Regions from separate parts of the Pan troglodytes genome. Here region 2 is linked to region 1. Evidence: chromatin contacts called from public Hi-C data. All regions are on one chromosome and are shown on one strand. Each heading gives the region's core, a stretch centred on a gene start, on an enhancer-like site or on the middle of the called end of the contact. The rest is flanking DNA. Distances are from core to core; before and after follow the strand shown. Region 1 overlaps KIF6 (kinesin family member 6). Region 2 overlaps DAAM2 (dishevelled associated activator of morphogenesis 2).

What was found. Hi-C and Micro-C count contacts between places; a contact is called where the count stands out from the background.
Region 2: a contact with region 1 is called in a Hi-C map of stem cell-derived neural progenitor cells, with 4 times the contacts expected there. The contact joins two enhancer-like sites. A contact is called at or near these places in 3 of 7 Hi-C or Micro-C datasets (induced pluripotent stem cells and stem cell-derived neural progenitor cells) and 1 of 1 other capture datasets (stem cell-derived neural stem cells).

What each region holds. Positions count from the first base shown.
Region 1 is chr5:45,267,933-45,272,813 of NHGRI_mPanTro3-v2.0_pri, reverse strand. The region is part of intron 15 of KIF6 (kinesin family member 6); the gene reads left to right. Among named protein-coding and RNA genes, the nearest start is that of KCNK16, 53 kb to the right of the region's middle. Within about 2 kb of position 2,338, at least 9 of the 24 cell types and tissues checked have an H3K27ac peak or open chromatin away from gene starts, as enhancers often do. A contact at or near this core is called in stem cell-derived neural progenitor cells and stem cell-derived neural stem cells, where this site is marked.
Region 2 is chr5:45,775,626-45,780,506 of NHGRI_mPanTro3-v2.0_pri, reverse strand. DAAM2 (dishevelled associated activator of morphogenesis 2) reads right to left here. Exons shown (of 26, transcript XM_016955401.4): 16 at 4,354-4,380; 17 at 3,208-3,314; 18 at 2,038-2,122. LOC104006832 (a long non-coding RNA gene) reads left to right here. Exons shown (of 2, transcript XR_008548482.2): 2 at 1,746-1,927. Among named protein-coding and RNA genes, the nearest start is that of MOCS1, 47 kb to the left of the region's middle. Within about 2 kb of position 2,911, at least 10 of the 24 cell types and tissues checked have an H3K27ac peak or open chromatin away from gene starts, as enhancers often do. A contact at or near this core is called in stem cell-derived neural progenitor cells and stem cell-derived neural stem cells, where this site is marked.

The DNA.
Region 1 (4,881 bases), core at 1,089-3,588:
GAGTACTTTACCATGTGCCAGGCATGTTACTAAGTTCTCTACATGTGTTTCTTTCTTTAATGCTCACAACCCAATGACGTAGATGTTACTATTATCCTCACTTTACATTTAAGGCCCAAAGGGGTTAAGGAAACCTGCCTAACTTTGCTCCGCTGTGGATGCAAGGCCAGTAGCCTGGGTCCACAGCAGTGTTCCAGCCATCACGCTGCACTGCCCTTAGCACTTTGCCAGGCATCATGGAATCCACAGAGGGCTGTATCCAGTGCCTGCCCTCAAAGAGTTTCCAATCTAACCAGGATGAGTTGACATGTGCATAAAAAGACAACTCCTTTTTTTAAGTATCAGATTCAGCTACCTACATTCTTCCATTCACTGTCCTCTTCCCACTGTAGCCACAAAACCAATTCAACATTGACCTCCTCTGTGAAGCCTTCCCTGACCCCTTCTCCCAAAATCTGCTTTTGCCTCTGCCTCATGGGTCTCTGTTAAAGCACCAACCCTATTTTGTAATTATTTATTTCCATATATATTCTCCATGCTAAAATGTAAGCTCCAGGAAAGGTGGGTGCAGTCGAATTCATCTTCGAATCCCTAGCAGCCAGCACAAGCAATAAATAGGCCAAGTCAATGGCCAGATGAATGCTTCCCCAGGTGACTTCCAGACTCACACATTTTGCAAAAGCACAATGAGACATTTGAGCATAAAATAAAATAAGTCCATTTAAAAGAAGTAGAAGGCATAAGTGCTTTTGGACTCCACAGCTGAGCAAATTACAACACACAGGCAATAAATTTGGCTCTCTCTTGTCTAGCTGCTAAGCAAAAAAAAGAGGCACCCAGAGTTACATAGTTTTCATTTTCTGACAGCAGGAAGCATACTAACTAATTTATCTGCAGAAAATAGAATTTCTTCCTGGAACTAAATACAAGCCAGAATTTATCGTGTGGATCCTTGTATAAAGGACACTGAGTGACACAGTGAACGATGTCTTCAACTGCAGTTTTACAAAAGATACCGAAATGTTATTCAACCAGATGATTCTTGTATCGACCCTCTATAAAAGCTAGAGGCCTGACATTAAAGCATAGCTCACTGAAAGCGTTTATGTGAGCGGCCAAGATAATAGGATCCGGGTACTCAGCTTTCTGATGGCCACACAGAGCAGGACTAAAACTGGAAGAATCCAGCCCCAGGAACGTGGGCTGTGGCCTCTCTCTCAAATATCTCTTCTAAGCAATATTTGATCAGGGCTGGATCTTGTTCAGTTCACAATCAAAACCCTTAACAGGTGCCTGTGGTTAAAATTTAAAAGATACATCACACTACCAAGCAGCATGTGAAATGTGTCAGGTGAGAGGGACAGGCCATGAGAACTTCCCGTTCTTACCAGCAGGAGTGGCCCTGGGGGGTTGTCACCAAGACCACAGGCCTGGGCTGAGTCTTGAGGAATGGGCAGGATTCTGAACCACAGAGAAGAGTGGGAAATAGTTTGGGTTAGTTGGGGTGTGTGTATGCGTGTGTCTGTTGTGTATGTACGTGTGTGCTGTGTATATGCGGCATGTGGTGTGTGTGTATGTGGTATGGATATGTGTTGTATGTATGTGTATATGTGGTATGTGTGCAGTGTGGGTATGTTGTATGTATTGTATGTATATGTGGCATGTGGTATGTGTGTATGTGGTATGTTGGATATGTTGTATGTGTTGTATGTGTGTTTTGTGCTTGTGTGTGTGGTGTGTATGTGTGTGGTTTGTGGGTTTGTGTGTGTGTGTGGTGTGTTGGTGGTATGGATATGTTGTACATGTTATATGTGTGTGTGGTTTGTGTGTTTGTGTGCGGGATGGGGGTTTCTCTGCATTTACGCTTCTCTGCGTTTACCCCTTGACCCAACTTCTGTGAAAACAGAGCTTACTGGAACATCCCATTTCCTCGACAGCGAGCATGTTTCATATACTGTTATAGAAGATAGTTATACTGATAGTATTAATTAAAAAAAGAAAATATCTTAAACTTAAGATCAACAAGTTCCAAAGGATGGCTGAGATTCCCCCACGAATACTACCTCTTGGGCACTACCCCTCTTTCCACCTCCCTCCTCCCTCTTCTCACTGCCCCAGGAACAAAGATCTCCTTGAACAAAAGCAGCCCCCAAGAACAAGCCATTTGACTGTGATGCCACGTGGAGCCCTGGGATTGCCACTGGCTGGTGTTTCACTACCTGACCCGGGAAATCAGGCAGAGGCAGCTCTGAGTCCCCTGCAAGGGCCTTACGGGTTGGAGAGAGGCTCTGAAGCTGCTGGCTCCCTGTTTCACTGCGTTGTTCTAGTTTAGTCCTCTGAGAGGGCTCTTTTCCCCCAACCAGCATTCCTGCAGTGACCTCTTGTGGCATCCCTGTTGTTCTTCAAAGACAGGCCTCGGCTGTTGATGCCACTTTCTCCCATTTGATGTAAAATTGGTAAAGACTGAGTTTTGAAATGCTTTTTGCAGTTCTGCACCTAGGGACAACAAATTTAAGAGAAAGCAAAAGGCCAGACTGTCAACCATTTATTCCCCAGATTTCACTGAGCACCTAGCATGATCCAGTGTGTGAAACTGGGAATCCAAGGATATGGAGAGGAACCACTGATTGAGACTGAACTGAAACCGGGGTTGGGGGGGGATGGGGGGGATGGGGGGGATGGGGGATGGCAGGGCAGGCACAGTGGCTCATACCTGTAATCTCAGTACTTTGGGAGGCCAAGGTAGGAGAATCACTTGAGGCCAGCAGTTGGAGACCAGCCTGGGCAGCATAGCGAGACCTCATTTCTAGAAAAGATTAAAAAATTAGCCAGATACAGCAGCACATACCTGTAGTCCTAGCTACTTGGGAGGCTAAGGCGGGAAGATTCCTTGAAGTCAAGACTGCTGTGAGCCACTGCACTACAGCCTGGGAGACAGCAAATTTAAAAAAAAAAAAAAAAAGAAAAAGAGAAAACAATGGAAGGGGATCTTCCAGCATCCTCTAGCCCAGTGGTCTGCAAAATGTGCTCTGTGCAACCTAGATGGTCTCCACAGCCCCTTCAGGACCACGAGGCAAGGGTGAGGACAGCCACTGTGCAAACAGCGCAGCTTTGGGATTCTCGCCCACTCAAATTCAACCAAAACAACTTCAGATCTTTTTTTTTTCCATTAAGCTTGTATTTGAAGAAAGAGTTCTGCAGCTTTTAATATATCTTCTTTCTTCCGATATCATGGCTCTGTTTAAAACATTTCCAAAGTCAGATAGTCCAAACTTCCCCTCCCCAGAGCTATCTCAGCTCCCTCTGGGCTCACACAGAACTCTGCATATCCCTCTGTGATGCAGCTAGTCACACTAGACAGTGATGATTAGTCTGTGTCTCCCCCACTGGACAGATTGTCTTTCTTTCCCCAACACCAAGCACAGTGACTGTCACGCAGTAGGTCCTCCATAAGTGTTTATTGAATGAATGAGTGAAACTTAGGCATCACATTTTTGCCTTAAAGATGTGCCAGCAGCTGAGGGGCTCTGCGCTCAGGTTTCTACATCCGTAAAATGACGTGGTTGGACCAGATGATAGCCCAGTGCCGGGCACAGTTCCTGAGGCTTAGCTGGCCTTCACTGACTGCTTGTTGAATGAACAGATGAATCTCTAGCACTCCACAGCCCTCAAGTGTCACAGTATTACCTCTGTGAAGGCAGGCTTCCTTCAGACATGCAGAAAACACTCGCAACCTTGGTGCGGAGACATGGGAGAGCTTGGATGGATTACAGATGTTTTCACCCTCTCAGAAATAAAATTGTTGACTCCTTGAAATAAGGCAGGATATAAAGGATGCAGCTGCCCTCTAAGGCTGAGATGACATCTCAGTTGGTTCCAAAAGAATTCAGGTAACTCTATAAAACCATCAACAGTGTGTCTCACCACTTAATTCTAATCCACAGTTGATTGTGAATATAGGGCCATCCTCAGTGACATGAGGTCTAAATTCGGCTAAGGCCGAATTTCCATGCTCAAGGGAGAGGCTGGGAGTGAGGAGGAGCCTGCACACCATTTCCCTGCCAGTTCCCAACTGCCAAGGGTTCAGACCCATTGAGTGGTTTAAGGCTCCCGCACCAACCATTCTGGAGGGCAGAGGAAGACTCTATGTCAGCCCTGGTGCCAGCCTGCAATAGCAACTCTGGTTTAGCAAAAAGAGCATTCACCCTGTGTATTGGTCAGGGTTGTCCAGATAAGCAGAACCAATAGGAAATATATTGACATATGGAGAGAGATTTTTTGGAAGGAATTGGCTCACTCAGTGTGGAGGCTGAGAAATCCTATGATCTGCCATCTGCAAGCTGCGGGCCCAGGAAAGTCTAACTGTAGTTCTAGTCCAAACCTGCAGGCCTGGGAACCAGGGCAGCCAAAAATGTAAGTCCCAGTCTGAGTCCAAAGGCCTGAGTGCCAGAGTGCCAACGTCCAAGGGCAGGAGATCGATGTCCCAGCTCAAGCAGAGAGAGGAAATTTGCCATTCATTACTCAACCATTTTTGGTATTTTTGTTTGCTTCTCTTAATATTATTTCTAATTGAAAAGCCATAATTATATATATTTTGGGGGTACATTGTGATGTTGTGATATGTGTATACAATGTAGAATGTTTAAATCAAGCTAATTAACATATTCATTGCCTCACCCATGATTTTTTTTGTGGTGAGACATTTGAAATTTACTCCCAGCAATTTTGAAATGTCCATTATTACTCCTTGTGTTCACACTGCTGTGCAATAGATCTCAAAAACATTCCTCCTATCTAATTGAAACTTTGTACCCTTTGACCAACATCTCCCTCTCCTGACCTCCCACCCCTGGTAACCACCATTCTAGCCTCTATTTCTAT
Region 2 (4,881 bases), core at 1,662-4,161, 510 kb before region 1:
ACTATTCTTCAATGTACAGCTCAATGATTTTTCTTTCCTTTTAAACAAACTTGAGGTATAGTCTACATAAAATAAAATGCACCCATTTTAAATGTGCAGTTCAGTGATTTTTGTCAAATCTCCATCCATTGAATCATCATTCAGATTAAGATAGAGAACATTTCCATCCCCCAGGAAAGTTATTTTTCATCACTTCAGTAAGCCATTCAAGTGAATATAGGCTCTCAACTGAATTCTAGGACCTTAGCCAGATTTGCCTGTCCTTGAACTCATGCTGTATGCTCTCTTTTATGTCTGACTTCTCCCCAGCATAATGTCTAAGGTTCATCCATGTCATGGTAGTTTATTTATTGCTGAGTAGGATTCTACTGTATGAATATACCACAGTCTACTTATTCACTTTCCTATTGATGGACAGTTGGGTTGTTCACAGTTCGGGGAATTTATAAATAAAGTTGCTATAAATAGAGTTGGCCCCTGAGTAACACAGGGTTGAACTGTGCAGGACCACTTGTATGTGGATTTTCTTCTGCCTCTGCCATCCCTGAGACAGCAAGACCAACCATTCCTCTTCCTCCTCCTCAGCGTGAAGACAATGAGGATGAAGACCTTTATGATGATCCACCTCCACTCAATGAACAGTATCTTTTAATGATTTTTTTTCTTTTTTTTTTTGATGGAGTCTCACTCTGTTGCCCAGGCTGGAGTGCAATGGCACCATCTCACCTCACTGCAACCTCCGCCTCCTGGGTTCAAGTGATTCTCCTGCCTCAGCCTCCCAAGTAGCTGGGACTACAGGCATGCACCATCACGCCTGGCTAATGTTTGTATTTTTAGTAAAGATGGGGTCTCACCATACTGGCCAGGCTGGGCTTGAACTCCTGACCTCAAGTAATTTGTCCACCTCAGCCTCCCAAAGTGCTGGGATTACAGGCATGAGCCACCGTGCCCGGACTTCCTTCTGATAAGTTTCTTAATAACGTTTTCTTTTCTTTAGCTTACTGTGTTATAAAAATACAGCATATAATACATGTAACATAAAAATATGTGTTAATTGGTTGTTTATCTTATCAGTAAGGCTTCTGGTCAACAGTAGGCAATTAGCGGCTAAGTTGTTGGGAAGTCAAAAGTTACATGTGGATTTTTGACTGCATGGAGGGTCAATGCCTCCAGCCCCCACATTATTAAGGGTCAACTTTATTCTTGTGTATTTATTTTAGTCAGTATTTGTACTCATTTCCCTGGAGTTATACCTAAGAGTGGGATTACTAGGCAATAGGGCAGGTATATGTTTAGCTGTAGAGTGTACTTCCAAGTAGTTTTCCAAAATAATTGTGCCAAATGAGAATTCCAATTGCTTCACATCCTCGTCAGCACATGGCATTGTCAGTCTTTTTAATTTTAGCTACTCTAGTGGGTGTGTGGTGCCCCCTTATTGTGGTTGACTGTATTTCTCTGATAACTAATCATATTGAACACCTTTTCATATTCTTATTGTCTATTTGGAAATCCTCTTTCATGAAGCACCCCTTCAAGTCTTTTGCTCATTTTTAAGTTGATTTCATCATTTTCTCATTGATTTATAGAGTTCTTTGTTCTGAATATGATCTTTGTTATAGGTATGTATAGCAAATATCTTCTTCTAAGGTTTGTCTTCTTTTCACTCAGTAACCATGCCCTTGATGAACAGAAGTTCTTAACTGTAATGAAGTCCAATTGATGATGTTTCTTTGTGTGTTTTCTAGGTTTCCCAAAGGATCCAAAAAACTGAGAGGGAAGAGATTTGGGGAAGATGTCACTTTTCCTCATCTGACTTTGCCTTGGAGTCAGATGGGAGAATGACTCCTGGAGAACACTTAGCCTTTTCCAGCTTTCCCCAAGAAAGGCTGGCCCAGGGAGGCTTCTATAAACCTTCTCCCTAACTCTTCCAGCCTGATTTCTCCTTGACCCAAGAATCGCAGCCTCCTGGGGGCTGTTGGGAAGGGGCGTGGCTGCCCGCTGGGTTCAGTTCCCCTTCCTTCCCACGAGGGTCCTCACCTGCTCCAGCATGTCCTTAGCAAGGTCCTCCTGCTCATCCATCTTCAAGATGGCCTGCCGGATCTCCTCGTTAGAAAGCTTCAACCTAAGGCAAAACCCCACCTCAATCCAGGACAGCCCTCAAACCTTCTTCTCCAAAAGGTACCACCTCCGCCTTCCCTCATTCCCTAACAGGACTTGGGAATATATTTAATAGTATTCCCCCCTCACCTCCTCTACAAAGCCTTCTTAGACTAGACTAGTATGATTCAGTCCACAAACTTGATAATGAGCATTTTAGTGTCAAAATAGAGACGTGAGGGTCTCTGTTCTCTTGATAATCCATCAGAGCTGATAGGGGCATTTGGGAGTAAAAGAGATGTCTTCAATGTAGACCAAAGGGACAGGGCAAAGGGTTCCTGATCCTTCTCCTCCTCCTCATGCTTAAAAAATGCACAGCATCTCCACGGGAGGACAGGATTATCGGCAAGCCACTAAGAGGGCAATTTCCTGCTGCCTTCATTCTCAGAACACAGAATCGCTCTCAGTCTTCTGACAGCGCCTCAGCTCCCACACAGCTGTCCCAATCAGTCTTGCTGTCTGGGAGAGGGAGAAGCCACACACCCCCATAGCCCTTCCCTATCCCCTCCACATGCACCCCCATTAGGAACCCTGGGGATTCAGAACTCTTTCCACCATCAAGTGGGGGAAACTGAGGCCTGGGGGCTTGTGAGAAGAAAGGGAGGAGGATGTCTCAGAGGCGGCTGGGGCAGCACTAAGAATAGTATGGGAGGTGGTGCCCTCTGACCCTGCTCAGGCAGGAGGCCCCCCGTACAGAAGCTGTGCTGTTAGCGCAGATACTGCCCTGTTTGTTCTGCAGCCGCGGGAAATGCTTAGGGGCTGAGATCATGCTGCTCCATGGCCTGAGCCAAGCGAGGCCCTCCGTGGGCTTAGAGCAACTCAGCTGCCAGACGCTGACCAGGCTGGGCAAGGGCCTCGTGACTGGGCAGTTTCCTGCCTGCAGAGCCCCAAACTGCTGCTCAAGGCAGGTTCCCGAGAGACAGTTCCAGATCAATGCCTGCCCCTCCCAGGGGACAGCAGAGAGGGAGAGGCCCGAGACTGCCACCACTCCGTTCCTCCACCCCCTTTGTCCCCCAGGCATCCAACTCAACCACCTTCTTTTGCACATACTTGGAAAGAAGGATGATGCAGTTTTGGGCCCTCCGGCCATCAATGACCGACAGCTCTTTGACCTTGCGGGAAGCCAGGTAGATGTCCTCAGTGGAGCCCAGCTCTTTCTGCAACCAACAAGTCAAGTGGACAGTTGAGGTGTGGGTTCCCTAATCCTCCTCTTACCCGCCCCGCAAGAGCCACCTCCTACCAATCCAGGAATGCTCCTGGTGTGAGGGGAAGGGGGAAGAAAAAGACAGGAGAGAGAGGAGGGTGGCTAATAGCTAACTTTAAGAGAAGGTATCTGGGACTTTTCCATAGGCTCCAATGGGTTGGGGAAGGACACCGAGGAGCCCCCCTTCCTATTTTTTTTATTTTTTTAGAGATTTTTTTTTAGAAATTATCCACTCTGGGCAATGAGGGAAGGGGCTGTGCCAGTGGGTCAGGGTATGACTGATCTCTGTGGCTTTGGGCAATGTGACATAACCTACCATGACTCCAACAGAATCAACTCCCATTCCCACTGCCCAACCCAGAGGCCCTCCTCTGGCTTATGCTGAGAACCTGGTTGCAAACCCCCCTAGGGAACAGTTGCTGACTCCTAGGGACTTCAGGCACAGCCCAAGATGCCCAGGGTAGAGAGCATCCACAAGTTCAGAGGTATGGAAACTGAAGCAGAACTCTCTCCTCTGAGTCCCAGCAGGCGGATTCTGGAGAAATCATTGATCCCGCCCCACTCCTTCTCTTGGGCCCCTGGCGAGGTAGACAGGAGACTGTCTAGTGTGCTGTTCTTCCTCTGGGAGGTCCCTCTTGCACAACTTCAGGGGCCGCCTTGCATGGTTATCTTTGTGAATTGTGTCGTGCCTACCCTGTGTGTCCTTACAGGAAAGGCTCTCCTTTGGCCTGGTGGGTAAGACAGTAGACCTAGAAGCCTTCTCCTCATTCCAGGAGACATTGACCTCCACCGCTGCCAGGGGTCTATTTGATTACCTCCCTCTGCTACATTTCTTCTTTCTCTTTGGGGGCCCTCTCCCATACCACCCTGTATGAATGGGGAATAAGGTAGAAAGTGGAATGGACAAGTCCTCTCTGTCAGGCCCAGTACAGAGCAGCAGCCCGGGACAGCAGTTAAAAGTTGGAGTGGTCAGAGCCCCGAGAGTAACTCACCTGCTGAGAAGGATTAGTTATCAGCTCCTAGGCAGCAGCCACAGCCAACAGAGAATTAAACATGCACAACATTAGCCAAGACATTTGGGGACCCAGAAATAGCATGACAGACACAGGGATCCCTCAGCATCTACACTGTCCACTTCGTCCCAGTGAGACCCATGGTTGTAGACAGGCACCCATAAGTGGCACTAGACAGGAGCTGCTTCTAGCAGACATGCACTCACGGAGAAGCCAAACGAAGCGGAGATCAGGCAGCTCCTCCCATCTGCCTAGTGCGACCACCACTCCCCAGTTAGGGCAGACCAAACCCCTGAGTTCTCCCACCCCAGGCTTTGCTGCCTGTTCTTCCTTTTCCTCTGCTGAAAACCTGCAGAGAGGGTGGAGGACATTCCTCCATCCTGGGATGAGTTCACCTTTCTAAATAGAGGAGGAGTCACAAATGAACTCAATCTGGAAGCTCCAGAAAGTTGTGTTTACTGAGGCAGAGAAAAGCAAGTGCCCTTGAATTTGCTCACTGCCCCTCAT